Linked DNA regions of Sus scrofa: region 2 is linked to region 1. The links are chromatin contacts, called in public HiChIP or PLAC-seq maps. All regions are on one chromosome and are shown on one strand. Each heading gives the region's core, a stretch centred on a gene start, on an enhancer-like site or on the middle of the called end of the contact. The rest is flanking DNA. Distances are from core to core; before and after follow the strand shown. Region 1 overlaps RALGDS (ral guanine nucleotide dissociation stimulator). Region 2 has its middle 7.0 kb from the start of ABO.

Region 1 (7,002 bases), core at 305-2,804:
GTCGTCACCGGGGTCTCGTTGGGGCTCTTGGGCTCCGGGTGCAGGACACCTGCCTGAGGGTGGGGCCAGGCCCAAAGGTGAGACCCTGCCGCATCCTGGGACGGTCACACACTGTTGGCGTGTTCACTCTGCCTGCCTTGTTGGGCAGATGGTCTAAGAGAGGACCTAGGACGTAGCCTTGAGAAGCCTCGAGTTCTCTCCTCTGCCTGGACACTCTCCCCTTGACCATCTCCCCTGGGCCTTGGTCTCCACATCTGTAAAATGGGTGCGAGACTTTGTATTCAAACTGTCTGGGGAGCCTGGGATTCTGAGAGGCTGACGCTGAGCCCCGATCCCTCTGGAGTTTGGGCTCCCGCATTCGAACCAAGGCAAAAAGGTCAGGAGGCTGCAGGCCTGGTTCCCTCCTCCCTGCAGCGTTTCAGGATGACCTGCTCTCCGTGTCACAGGGGCCTCCTCCAGGTTCCCAGAGCATCTGGCGGTCCTCCGGGGAGGTTTCCCGGCCCCGGCGTCCACCGTCAGCTCCCCAGCAACAGCGTCCTCTGGTCCAGTTCCTGGGCACTTTGTATGCCCAGCGCCGAGCTGGTCCCGGGGCACGTGTCCCCTCTCGGGACCCTGTTGGAAAGCTGCTGCCCTTCCCCCATCTCCCATTCAGGCTCAGGGGGCCGAGGGCTGCGGCTCGGCCAAGGGGACCCTGGAGAAGGGCCTCGTGTACCCAGGGCCAGGGGGTGCTGGGGGGAGGCCGGCCGAGGGCCTCAGGTTGAACTCTGTGGCTCAGTGGACCTGGGCGGCAGCTCAGCGGGGTGCCACGAGGTCCCCGAGTGGTGATCTCCTGCTCGTGGAGGCCACCCGGCTCCCCCACCCCCACCCCACCCGAGACCCGGTTCTCGCGTCATCCCAGGCAGGAGCCGGGAGGAGTGGGGTGCGGGCTCAGGGCCTCCTCCTCCATCTGCCTCAGCCCTCGGCCAGGTCTCCTGAGGAGGGGCCGGTCTGCGGCCGGAGGCATCTGTGGGTCTGAAGGCCCCATATGGCCCCGAGTTGTAGCTTCCGCAGGAAGAATAGAGCTGAGCCAGAGCCACGGGGGGCCATCGGGACAGGAGAAGGTCCGCTTCCATCTGTGCGGGTGCAAGCCACCTTCCGGGGAGCTGGCGGGGCTGGCGAGAAGCCTGGCAGGTCCCCTCGGGTCTCTCCTGAAGGAAGGGGTGCGATTGGCCCCTGGGGCCTCATTACTCTGCCTTGAGGGGAACCAGGGCTTGGCCTGCAGTCAGCTGGGGACACCGCATCCTGCTGGCTGATCAGGTGACACACGGACAGATGCCACCCAGGCGGTCTCTTGTCTCTGGGGCTCTGGGCTGTGCTCTGAGGGTGTGGGGCGCCCTGCGGCCCATTCTGCCAGCCTCTGCTCACCCAGAGGCCCCTCCCCACCCACTCCACCAGGCCCAGCTGTGTCCCAGGGCTCTGGGGATGACTGTGGGTACCTGCTTGGGGCCGGACAGGAGGACCTGTCCCCTGAGGACACAGCCGCCCACGTGGCATTCTTTTCCCCTGACAGCTCAGCGCTGCCCTGTGGACACCTCCCCCAGGGATCTGCTGTCTGCTCGGCCACTCCCTCCCCCCACCCCAGCGCCCCAGCTCCTGCCAGAATGTCCCCAGGGGCTTGGCACTGCCTGCCCTGGGTCTGTGCAGTCGGCTCTGCTAACAGAACGGGTCACCCGTGGGGGCCGGGGCCCTGTCCCTCCTGCCCCAGAGTGTCCATGGGGCAGACACCAGGGCTGCTGGCGCTTTCTTTCTCCGTCCCTGGAAGAGCGGTGGGAGCAGGGAGCAGTGCCCCACGCTGCCACTTGGTGCCCAGGACCTGGCAGCTCTCTCGGAGCCCGCTCCGCTCTTGGCTCTTGTAGTTGGTTTAAATGGCGCCTGCTCTCAGCGCTGCTCTGACGGTCTGGTTTTGTTCCTCCTGCTGCCGCCGCCGTGAAGGGACCGTGACGGGACCGGGGAGGACGGGGTTAGCTCCTTGGGGCTGGAGGAGCCCCCATCTGTGTGACAGGGCGTTGACTCCCCTGGCCCAGCATGTGTGGCTCTCAGCGTCCTGCCCTGCCCCCCACCCGGCTGGCAGAAGGGGCCCCTTGGGGTGGGGGAAGGGCTCGGGGATCACATGACACCCAGGCAGGGCCAGCCAGCTGCTTGGCTGCCAGCGAGGCCCATGGCTCACTGCAGAGCCGCTATTTCAACCCGCTTAGGGATGGCGAGGCCCCCGTGCATTGGCCTGGCCGGGGGCCGGGGGGGCACTTCTGTCCAGCAGGCTTTGATGGAGCCCCGCTGGGAGCCAGGTGCTGGGCGGGCTCCCACGGGGTTCATGTCCAGTGCCCCCTGCTGCCAAACGCTCCAAACCGCTGCCAGCGACTTGGGTGCTTAGGACACTGGCTTCCAGCTGGACAGATGTACCCGGCATCCCCGGGAGAGGACAGGCCTTCCAGGAGGGCCCGCAGCCTTCACAGGAGGCGGTCTGGACCCCTGAGAAGATGCAGGGGGTGGGGGGACAGGGCCCTGGTCTGGCAGGTGGACGGCAGGCTCCCGACATCCCCGCCGCCTCTCCCAGGCAGGGGAGGGATGAGTGAGGCCGGGGAAGAAAGTGAGCATCTGTTAGAGTTTTCCTGCATCAGGAGGAGGAATTTCCCCTCCTCGAAGGGAGGGTTGGACCTCCCCCAGCGTGGGCTGTTGTGCGCTGGGGGGGGGGGGCCCATTGCGGGGGTGCTCTGCCCACGGGTTCCGTGCTAGCTTCCCAGAAATGCCCGGCTTTCTCTGCGGAGGAGGTGAAGGGTCAGGAGCCTGGCGTGATTGCACCGGCTTTCCCGTTGGTACGATGCCCAGGGTGGGAGGGAGGCCTCAGGTCAGAGGAAGTGGCTTTCCGGAGGATGGCCCGGGCCTCCCAGAGCCCTCCCAGCACCCTTGAGGCAGGAGGTAAGAGGCCCAGGCCCCCCGGCCCCTGACCCCAGGGGTGCTGATGGCCCAGGGGGGACAGCCCACAAGACCCTGGGCACCTGGTTCTACTCAGGGGCCCACCTTGGGCCAAGGCTTTAGGGAGGGGCTGTCAGCGGGACCCAGGATGAGTCAGCTCTTTCGCTGGGGCTTCTCTGAGCTCTGTGCCCACCCTGAGTTGGGCAGTGACCTGTGGTCCCAGCTAGTGGCCCTGGCCATGTGACCGATGGCCCTCTGCCATCTGGTGTTCCCACCTCCTCCCTAAACTTTCAATGTCTGTATCTTTACTCCTAGGGACCCCTTTCTGCCCAGGGCCCAGGGAGCAGCCAGATGACCCCCGTGATTCGGGGTCGTGTGGAACCCCAGCCATTAGCCCAGATGGCAGCACCGCTGTCCTTGTGCTGTCCCCGTGCACGTGATGACAGAGGGAACTGGGAATTCCTCTGTTGCTCAAGAGAGCACACGCACGTGAATGAGCAGAAAGGGAAGGAAGTAGCCTTGGTTTGGCCGTCGAGGATGCCCACACCTGCCCCAGACCCAAGGGGCTGACACCAGGGCCAGGGCGGCTGTGGTGCATAGCCTGGCAAATGAGGGTGGGCAGGCTCCCTCCTTGGGGGGCTGGAGCTGCCTAGGTGCCGTTGGCTGAGTCAGGCCCTGGGCTCCCGGGTCTGCTGGGGCTTTGGCGCGGGGGCTCTTCACTCGGCCTCTGTGTGTTTGTCTGAGAAATGGCCACATGGCAGGACTTGTCTTGGGGGGGTGGCAGGAACAGGCTGTGGTGGGGTTGGACCCCCCGTGAGTGCATCTTGCTCGCTCGCAGCCCCAGCGGGCGGGGGTGGGGGCTCGGCGCCTGCCTGCCCCAACAGTAAGCCCCAGCCCCCTAGCTGTCGCCCCATTTCGTCCCGGACCAGAGGGCTCTGTGGCCACTGATCTTCGCCTCATCTGGCGAACAGAAGGTGGCACGGGGGCATCCGCCGGCAGCGCGGTTGGCCAGGCCGTGCCACCCCTACCAACGGCTGGACGCTGTCCTTGCAGAGCTCCACACAGGAGATTGGCGAGGAGCTGGTCAACGGGGTCGTGTACTCCATCTCCCTGCGGAAGGTCCAGGTGCACCACGGAGCCACCAAGGGCCAGCGCTGGCTCGGGGTGAGTGCGGACGCGGGGCGGGAAAGCGCCGTGCCCAGAACCCCTGGCGACTCCCTCCCAGGCTTTCCTGCCTGAGAGCCCCCAGCCCTGCTCCCACTGCCCAGCCCTGGGCCGGGCCAAGTGCACGCGCGCCGTCCACACATTTGCATGAACATCAGAACAGACACTTTCAGGGTTCCCGGGTGGCCTAGTGGTAAAAGGATCTGGGGGTTGTCACCGTAGTGGCTCAGGTCACTGACCTCTGTGCAGTGAGTTTGCTCTCAAAAGAAAAATAACGACACCTTCGTACTATTTTCATTTCATGTTAGGCCAGGATTACGTATGTGTTTTGCCTGAATACGTGGGGTTTTTTTTTTTTTAGTCTTGTAGCCGCACACAGCATATGGAAGCTCCTGGGCCCAAGATCGAACCTGCGCCTCGGCAGTGACCCGAGTTGCTGCAGATTCTTAACCCATTGTGCCACAGCGGGAACTCCGCTGCAGTATGTCTAACACGGCTGCCTTCTGCTGTCCTGAGTAGCCGTCAGTCTGTCCTGCACCTCTGCCACGCCTTATAGCACCACACTTAGTAGGACTTTTTGTTACCCTTAAAGAGCTCAGGCTGCTCTGCACAGACTTCGGCAACTTGCTCTCAAGGAGCACAGCCCGACCCCTCCCTCCAGGTCAGCGCAGAGGGCCTGGCAGGTGCACGACGTTTTTTCGGAAGGCAGGCCAGTTAGCACCCTGAGTCAGCTTTTGCTGCTGGGGACCTTGGCCTGGCTCCTTTCTGTGGCCGTTTCCAAAGTGCTGCTCCGAACAGCCTGCACGTCCTGGGATCCTGCTCCCTCCCACCCCAGCGCGAGCCTCTGTTGTCTCAGCTCTAGAATGGGCAGGTTCGGCCAGGCAGGGCTCGCGGGGGTGACACTCTTGGTGTGACCAGGTGCTGTCATTACTCAGCTCATCAGATGACCTAAGGAGGATTTGTCTGCACCCCTCCTGCAATCCTGGCTTTCATACTGAGCACCTTTTTCTGCTCAGGGGACCCCTCGTGTCTCATCTCCAGCCCAAAGTCACCGAGCCCAGGAGATCCTCTGAGCTCCAGCCCCCCGCCCTCCCAGTGGCCCAGGTGCTGCCGCTGACCTGACCATCCGTCCTGCTTTGTCCCACCCCAGTGTGAAAATGAGTCGGCCCTGAACCTGTATGAGACCTGCAAGGTGCGGACGGTGAAGGCAGGTACCCTGGAGAAGCTGGTGGGGCACCTGGTGCCCGCCTTCCAGGGCAGCGACCTCTCCTACGTCACCGTCTTCCTGTGCACCTACCGGGCCTTCACCACCACCCAGCAAGTCCTGGACCTGCTGTTCGAAAGGTGAGCGCCCCGCCCCCCAGCGCAGCGGCTCCCGCCCACCTCCTGGCTGTGCTGCTTCAGAGGATACAGGGCCTCTCTGAGCCTGGCTTTGCTCGGGTCAAAGCCAGGCTGCCAAGAGGCCGACCTCACAAGGTTGTCAGCACTGTGGGACAGACACGGACAGTGTCACCCTGGGCCTGGCCATGGAAGGGGCCGCTGAGGGACGTGGGGGTTCTTCCCGAGGTGTCCCTCTCCCCCCGTGAAGAAGCTCTCTGCCTCCCCATTTGGAAAGGAGGTTGGGGATCCTGTCTCGGGGGCCCCCTCCTGGGAGTGGCCAGAGCTGGGTCACCGGGGCCGGCCGAGGGCCCAGGCCCACTCGGCTCTCTGTAAGGTGCTGAGCACTTTGCTGGGCACAGGGCCGATCTCAGTGAGCCGGGCAGACCTCTCCCCACCCTCCCGGGCCCTGTCCTAGTTGGGGAGTCGGCCCGTAACCCTGGACCTCACAGCAGGTACGGTAGGTGTGACGCACTCACGGCCTCCTCTAGATACGGCTGCATCCTGCCTTATGCCCACGAGGACGGCGGGCCCCAGGACCAGCTGAAAAAGTGAGTCGACTTTGGGTCTCATGGGAGGGACCTGTCTCCAGGTGGGGACATTTGGGGGCCAAGCCTGAGGGGTGGGGCAGAACCCTGGCTGCTGCACCTCTGGTGATTAGAGGGCCAAGGTCTGGGGGCTTCTCCTGCAGAGGGGAAGGAGTCAGAGCCTGCCTGGGTCCTGCGTCCCCAGGGAGCAGAGCAGAGGCTGGGGCCCCATCCCCACCCAGATCCGGGGCCCTGGACAGGAGGCACGTCACTCCCGGGAGCGCTCAGCTGGGGCTCAGGAGAGCTGTCAGGGCTCGGGGGCCGGCTGGGTCCCCATTCTGAGAACAGTGTCATTGGGGGGACGAGAGCCGCATGTGGGCAGAGACCAAGGCAGCTGTCACTGCGAGAGCTGCAGGTCCAGGTGTGCGAGGCCCATGAAACGCTCTGCTTGTCCCCTCCTCGCTCCCACACTTCTGCAGCACCTACCTGGGTGTCCTGCAGTTTCCCTCCCAGTGGGTGGGGGGTGGGCAGACAGTAGTGAGTCAGGCTCCCCTGAGGAAGGGGGGGGCGGTGTCGCCATGGATGGAGGGGAGGGTGCCCTCCTGCAGAGACTGCCCGCCCTGCCTGCCAACCAGGCTGCCCCTGCCTAGCAGCCCTGTGGGGGGTGAGCTGGGGTGGGACCGGCCTCTTGATAGGCAGGGGGGCCCAGAAGCCCCCATGGGGGTGCCAGGGGAGGGCCTCCGGAAGCAAAGGCCAGCCTCTGACTCTCCTGCCCACCCGCCCTCCTGCCCCAGTGCCATCTCCTCCATCCTGGGCACCTGGCTGGACCAGTACTCGGAGGACTTCTGTCAGCCCCCCGACTTTCCCTGCCTCAAGCAGCTGGTGGCCTATGTGCAGCTCAACATGCCCGGCTCCGACCTGGAGCGCCGTGCCCACCTTCTCCTGGCCCAGCTGGAGCATGCAGAACTCACCCAGGCAGAGC
Region 2 (7,421 bases), core at 3,478-5,977, 150 kb before region 1:
TGGGGTATTTGGGGTACCTGGGCCAGCCAAGGTTCCCAAATACCCTAATTCTTTGTTTTCCTTTTTTCTTTCTAGGGCCACACCTGTGGCATATGGAAGTTCCCGGGCTAGGGGTTGAATTGGAGCTGCAGCTGCCGGCCTACACCACAGTCACAGCAACGCAGGATCCAAGCCACATCTGTGACCTACACCACAGCTCAGGGCAACGCCGGATCCTTAACCCACTGAGCGAGGCCAGGGATCGACCCCACAACCTCATGGTTTCTAGTCAGATTTGTTTCAGCCACGACGGGAACTCCCATCCTGGTTTTAAACTACTGGTTTTAGTTATTAAACAGTACTTTTGTTAATGCAACATAACATGACCTGTTGTGACTGATTTAAGGAAAATCTAGGATTTGTTATCTGGCTGGACTTTAGCTGAGAATAGTAGAAATCTAGCTAATAGCTTGAAAGGATAGGACCCTGGATTCACCTGTCACACAGCTGCTGAACCACTTCTCTTGGAGATGGGTCCCCTGAGACAAATGTCTTTTTTTCCCTCTCATTTTATTTTCAATTTTCTCATCTTTTAAAACAATTTTTGTTGCAGTATAGTTGACTTACAATGAGACACATGTCTTCGAAGGCAAGACTTTGAGAGACACGCTGAACACGACCTGAAAACAAGGGGAAGGCGTGAGAAACTCAAGGCTGGCGGGGCCGTGGCTCCTACAACAGTGTGTGTGGGGGGGGGGCGGTGTTGAGGGAAAGACACTGACAGGCTCAGAGTCCTGAGTTTTTAGCTCAAGACATGGACTGAGAATCAGGGACTTTCTATCACTCTGTAGAAATTCTCTCGGATGGTCTGTGGCTACAAGCCTGAGTTAACTGCAAAGAAAAGTTTTTGCCAGCCCATCAGCAAATCATAGCGGGAGGTGAATTCACGGCCTTGCCAGATCTCTCATGATCAGTCCTCAGAACTGAAGTGGGGATATTTGGGAGTTCCCGTTGTGGCTCAGTGGCAATGAACCTGACTAGGATCCATGAGGATGCAGGTTCGATCCCTGGCCCAGGAGTCCTCTCAGCCTCGCCCAGAGGGCCCTAAAAAATGCAGGAAAAAATAAATAAAACTAGGACTGATCAATAGATGTATGATTAGCAACTAGAAGAGGGCAATTTCCTTAACTGGACAGAGAATATTTACCAGAAGTGTACAATGCCGCTGTAATTAATACTGAAAAACCAAGGCAAGACTATTCCTTCTCTCTCTCTCTCTCTCTCTTTTCTCCCTTCTTTTTATGGCCACACCCAAGGCATACAGAGGGTCCCAGGCTAGGGGTTGAAACGGAGGTGCAGCTGAGGCCTATGCCACAGCCACAGCAACACCAGATCTGAGCCGCATCTGGGACCTACGCTGCAGCTTGCGGCAATGTGGGATCCTTAACCCACCGAGCGAGGCCAGGGATTGAACCCGCATCCTCACAGATACGTCAGCTTCTTAACCCACTTATCCACAATGGAAACCCCAAGAATGTTCCCTCTTCCCTGCTTTTCAGTATCATACTAAAAGCCCTAGTACATGCAATGAGACAAGAGAAAAACATGCAGTTTGGGAAGGAAGAAATCAAACAGTCTGGAAATGACACTATCATTCACGTAAGCAAAAGAACTGACAAAAAGCTGAAATTAATGATTTTATCAAGGTTGCAGGGTACAAGGTAAACGTGCAAAATCTGTTGCTTTCCAGCACACCAGCAATGAACAAGTGGACTTTGAAATTAAAAATATGTTACCATTTACACTGAAAATTAACAGACATACTTCAGGGATATTGCGGGTTTGCTTCCAGAAGCCCACAGTAAAGCGAATATTGCAATAAAGCAAGTCACACAAATTTTTTTTTAGTGCATATAAAAGTTATATGTAGGAGTTCACGGGTGGCTGATGAAATTAATATGGCATTGTCACTGCTGTAGCGTGGGTCACTGCTATGGCGTGTTTGATCCATGGTCTGGGAACCTGTGCATGCCATAGGCATGCCCCCCGCAAAAGTTACATTTACACTATACTGTAGTCAATTATTAAGTGTGCAATATCATTATGCCCCCAAAAAGTACATACCTTAATTGAAGAATACTTTACTGCCCCAAAATGATAAACTACCACCTGAGCTTTCAGTGAGTTGTAACATCGAAACTGACCACAGATCACCATAACAAATATAACAATAGCAAAAAAATTGAAATATTGTGAGAATTAGCAAAAATGTGACACAGACATACAAGCAAATTCTGTTGGAAAAATGGTACCAATAGACTCGTTTGATGCAGGATTGCCACAAATTCTCAATTAAAAAATTTTTTAAATAAATTAAAAAAATTTTAAATAAATAAAAAAATTAAAAAAAATAAATTTTAAAAAAGGCATCCCCAAAGTTGAATGAAGCAAAGGACAGTAAAAGGAGGTCAGCCGCTAAAGGGAAGTCTCACACAGATGGAGCTGGGAGGCCAGAAGGGGGAGCTCTTGTGCACGCACTACCCTATGTGCAGACGGATGCCTGCAGAAAGATGAGCTCTGCGTCTCCACCAGCAGGGGGTGGAAGACTTTCACCTTGCCCGGCCTCAGCTCGATGGCTGACTGCCACAACTCAGCCAATGAAAAGCCACTATACCTCAAACTCAGCTTCCTCCAATGAACTTTTTGTTGCTAATAGCCCTTTCCAACTTTGCCTTCTGCTATAGAAGAGAGTTTCCTCTTGGAGTTCCCACTGTGGCTCAGCAGGTTAAGAACCCGACACAGTATCCCTGAGGATGCAGGGTCAATCCCTGGCCTCGCTCAGTGGGTTAAGGATCTGGCATTGCCGTGAGCTGTGGTGTAGTTTGCAGAGGTGGCTAGGATCCCCTGTTGCTGCGGCTGTGGTGTAGGCCAGCAGCTGCAGGTCTGATTGACCCCTAGCTGGGAACTTCCGTATGCCACGGGTACAGCCCTAAAAAGACAAAAGACAAAATTAAAAAAAAAAAAAAGTATCTGGCATTGCCACAAGCTGCAGCATAAGTCATGGATGTGGCTTGGAATCCAAGTTGCTGCGGCTGTGGTGTAGGCTACACATAGGTCCACATAAAATCCCGCACATGGACGTTATAACAGCCTTATTTTTAATTTTGCAGAGACTTAGTAGCAACCAAGATGTCCTTCTAGAAGTGAACAGCTAAACAAACTGGTACATCCAGGCAACGGTATAGTATTCTGCCCTAGAAAAAACTGAGCTATCAAGTTATAGAAAGACATGGAGGAACCACGAGTACATAATACTGAGTGAAAGAAGCCAACCTGAAAAGGCTATAAGCAGAATGATTCCAGCTATCTATGATAGTCTAGAAAAGTCAAAACCATAGAGCCAGTCAGAAAAGATCAGTAGTTGCCAGGGATTGAGGGGAGATGGGGGATAGACACGCAGAGCACAGAGGACATTAAGAGCAGTAAAACAAGTCTGCCTGATGATGCAATGCTGGATACACGGCATGCATTTGTTAAAACCCACAGATTGAACGGCAGCAAGAGCGAACCTCAATGTAAACTATGGATGTTGGGTGATGGTGACGTATCAATGTGGGGTCACTGACTGTAGCCTGTGCTGCAGGATGTCAGTTGTGGGGGTGGCTGTGTGTATGCAGACGTGAGGTTTTGTGGGAACTCTTTGTACTTTGCTGTGAACCTAGAAACTGCTCTAAAAAATTAAGTTCATGGGAATTCTCTCTGTGGTTCAGAGGTTAACAAACCTGACATCCATGAGGATGTGGATTTGATCTCTGGCTTCACTCCATGGGTTAAGCTCCGGCGTGGCCATGAGCTGTGTTGTAAGTCACAGATGTGGTTCGGATCCTGTGTTGCTGCGGCTTAGGCATAGGACAATGGCTATAACTCTGATTCGACCCCTAGCCTGAGAACCTCCATATGCTGCAGGTGCGGCCCTAAAAAGCAAAAATAAATAAATAAAATTTTTAAAGTTTATTGATTGAAAATACAGACTGCTCATTAAAACGGAATGCTTTTCTCTGGAAGTGTCATGTGTGGCTTCTGGTCACATTTCCTCCCCAGAACCAGTCCCACGGTTGCCCCAAACTTCCAGCAGAAATGCAGTTCTACCCTGGAAAGTGCCTGCAAGGAGAGGGTCAGGATGTTCACAAGAGCCCTAACGCCTCCTGAGCAAAAGTTGCCTGCCACCACTCTTGGCACAGATTTCTGTATCAAGCAGAGCTCTTATGCGCAATCAACTCTGTTGATTTTAATAGAAAGGGGATTTATTAAAATGGCACTGGTTCATCCAACTTGAAGATGTCAGTCTAAAGCTGGCAGTTCCTCTATTCTCCTTTCGGAAAGCACCAAAAGCCAACTACGGAAAACAAAAACCAGGAAACAAACTCTTAGAGGTGACTAAGGAGGGATGTAGTATCGTGGACCATGCAGTAGGTTGGACTGGATGTGGAAGATAGCAGAGAGGGATCAGGGGAGCAGAATGAAGTGAGGAGGAGATGTCCTTGATTACAGGTCTCTGGAAGCATTGGTGAGCCCCTTTCCCCAAGGTGCAAACACAAAATCCTGTTCTAGCTGGGAGGGTGGGGTGGATGACACGGCAACCAGAGCCATCATGGAAGTTTGCTTCTGAGAAGCAGAGGGTGTGGTGCTGGGTGAAGACTCATAGAAATACAATGTATTTGCAGAACTGTCTTCCTGTTGGGGGCTGGGGTGAGAGAGATATTGTGCTGGCAGCATTCCTACAGCTTCCTGTTCTCTCTGAGTCAGGGATTTAAAGGCTAAAGGATCTGACACATAAGGAACTGACACATAAGGAACTGACACATAAGGAACATCCTTGTGGCCCTTAATTATGATCTTGTTCCCTCCCACAGTGACACTTGTGCAAATGCCCATGCCAGAAAATACCTTATTTATGGATAAGTTTCAAAATGGGAATTGGCATAGGATCTATGGAAAAATATTACAAGATCAAAAGGAGAAAAGAACAGGTGAAACTCATGGCAAGTGAAGAAGCTGTGCCCCAAATTTTATGCCATGGAACAGATGGAACTTTTTTTCACATATTTCTCCATGAATTAAAAAAAAATGATCCTGGGATAGACCATGATGGAAAAGAATATAGAAAAGAATGTGCATGTATATATAACTGAGAGACTTTGCTGTACAGCAGAAATTGGCACAACATTGTAAATCAACTGTGATAAAAATTTTTTTTAATGAAGCAGTCCCCTCCATAAAACAAAACCCAAAGCAGAAAAACATGAGCTTATGGAGGAACTAGTGAGTTAACAGAAGGATTGAAAAACATAAATCAGGGAAGTTCCCTTGTGGGGAAGTGAGCTAAGGATACAACATTGCTGAAAGTGCAGCTCGGGTTCAGTCCCTGGTGTGGCCAAAAAAAAGAAAAAAAAAAGGAAAATGTAAGTTAGACAAACTCATAGAAAGAGGGGAAGAAAAAGAAATCATCAAAGAAATTAAAATTAGAAGCTGCATATGAAAGAATAAACACTCCTAAAAACACATGAAGGGACATAGAAAACGACATGACCATAGGGGGTCCAAAAGGAGAAGGGAGAGAGAAAGGGGCTGAGAACGTATTTGAGGTCATGGTAGCTGAAAAATTCCCTAACCTGTGGAAGGAAACAGACATCTAGATCCAGAAAGCAGAGTCCCAAATGGGATCAAGCCAAAGAGGCTCACCCCAAGCCCCACTGTAATTAACATGGCAAAAATTAAAGATAAGGAGAGAATATTAAAAGCAACAAGTTACATACAGGGCGACTCCCATAAGGCCACCAGCAGAATTTCCAGCAGGAACTGCAGGCCACAAGGGAGTGGCATGATAGAGTTAACGTGATGAAAGGGAAAAACCTACAGCCAAGAATACTCTGCCCAGCAAGGCCTTTCATTCAGATTTCATGGAGAGATCAAAAACTTCACAAACAAGCACAAGCTAAAAGAATTCACCATCCCTAAACCAGCTTTACAAGAAATATGGAAAAGTCTCTATGCAAAAAAGAAAAGGCTGCGACTAGAAACAAGACAATTACAAAAGGAAAAAGCTCATCAGCAAAGGCAGCCATACTGTAAAGGTAATAAATCAACCATGTGCAAAACTTGTAGGGAGGTTAAAAGAAAAAGTAGTAAAATCATCTATATTGGCAATATGTAGTTAAGGGGAAACACAAGACAAAAAAATATATAAAATGTGATATGAAAACCCAAAAATGCTGGGAAAGGGGGTAGTAAAAATGCATGGTTGTTAAAATGTGTTTGACTTAGGAGATCAGCGACTTAATTACACACATGCGCACGCACACACACACACACACACACACACACACACACACACAGAGTGTGGGTGAAGCAGTTGATAGCTATGTAATATCTTTATTGTAACCAGACATCATGATGGTCATTTGGAAATGTGTAGGAATACCAAGTCACTCTGTTGCCTAAAACTGGTATCGTCCTGTAGGTAGGTTACACTTCAAAAACAAATGCATTGGAGTTCCCATCGTGGCGCAGTGGTTAACGAATCCGACTAGGAACCATGAGGTTGCAGGTTCGATCCCTGCCCTTGCTCAGTGGGTTAAGGATCCGGCGTTGCTGTGAGCTGTGGTGTAGGTTGCAGACGCGGCTCGGATCCTGCATTGCTGTGGCTCTGGCGTAGACCAGCAGCTACAGCTCCGATTCAACCCCTAGCCTGGGAACCTCCATATGCCGCAGGAGCGGCCCAAGAAATGGCAAAAAGACAAAACAAAACAAAATAAAAAACAAAAAACAAATGCACCAAAGAAAAGATCTGAGTTCCCAGCATGGCTCGGCGGTTAGAGAACCGAACTAGCATCTATGAGGTTGTGGGTTCGATCCCTGGCCTTGCTCAGTGGGTTAAGGATCTGGCATTGCTGCGAGCTGTGGTGCAGGTTGCAGATGTGGCTTGGATCCTCCATGGCTGTGGCTGTGGTGTAGGCCCGTGGCTTCTGCCCTGATTGGACCCCTAGCCTGGGAACTTCCATAGGCCCCGGGTGTGGCCCCCAAAAGACAAAAAGACAAAGAAAAAAAAGGGAAAGCGAGGAAAGATCATCTTTGTGGTTACCAGGGGGTGGAAGGAGGGGAACTGGATAAAAATGGTTAAAATGTACAAATTTCCAGTGATAAATACGTCCTAAGGATGTAAATGTACAAGATGAGAATATAATTAACACTGTTTTATGTTATACATGAAAGTTGCTAAGAGGGTAAATCCTAAGTTCTTGTCACAGCAATTATTTTTTTGGCCACACCCAAGCCTGAGGAAGTTCCTGCGCCAGGGATCGAACCCACACCACAGCCGTGGCCTGCGTTGTGGAAGGGACAGCACCAGATCCTTAACCCACTGTGCCACGAGAGAACTCGTT

Evidence for each region. HiChIP or PLAC-seq counts read pairs in DNA pulled down with a chosen protein or histone mark.
Region 2: an H3K27ac HiChIP or PLAC-seq map of alveolar macrophages shows a contact between it and region 1. The contact joins two enhancer-like sites. A contact is called at or near these places in 1 of 47 Hi-C or Micro-C datasets (embryonic fibroblasts) and 1 of 2 datasets of contacts at active chromatin or transcription factors (alveolar macrophages).

What each region holds. Positions count from the first base shown.
Region 1 is chr1:272,788,278-272,795,279 of Sscrofa11.1, reverse strand. It overlaps RALGDS (ral guanine nucleotide dissociation stimulator), which reads left to right. Exons shown (of 18, transcript XM_021070962.1): 2 at 4,006-4,116; 3 at 5,267-5,460; 4 at 5,985-6,044; 5 at 6,815-7,002. Among named protein-coding and RNA genes, the nearest start is that of CEL, 29 kb to the right of the region's middle. Within about 2 kb of position 1,554, at least 45 of the 83 cell types and tissues checked have an H3K27ac peak or open chromatin away from gene starts, as enhancers often do. A contact at or near this core is called in alveolar macrophages, where this site is marked.
Region 2 is chr1:272,938,622-272,946,042 of Sscrofa11.1, reverse strand. No RefSeq gene overlaps it. Among named protein-coding and RNA genes, the nearest start is that of ABO, 7.0 kb to the right of the region's middle. Within about 2 kb of position 4,727, at least 6 of the 83 cell types and tissues checked have an H3K27ac peak or open chromatin away from gene starts, as enhancers often do. A contact at or near this core is called in alveolar macrophages, where this site is marked.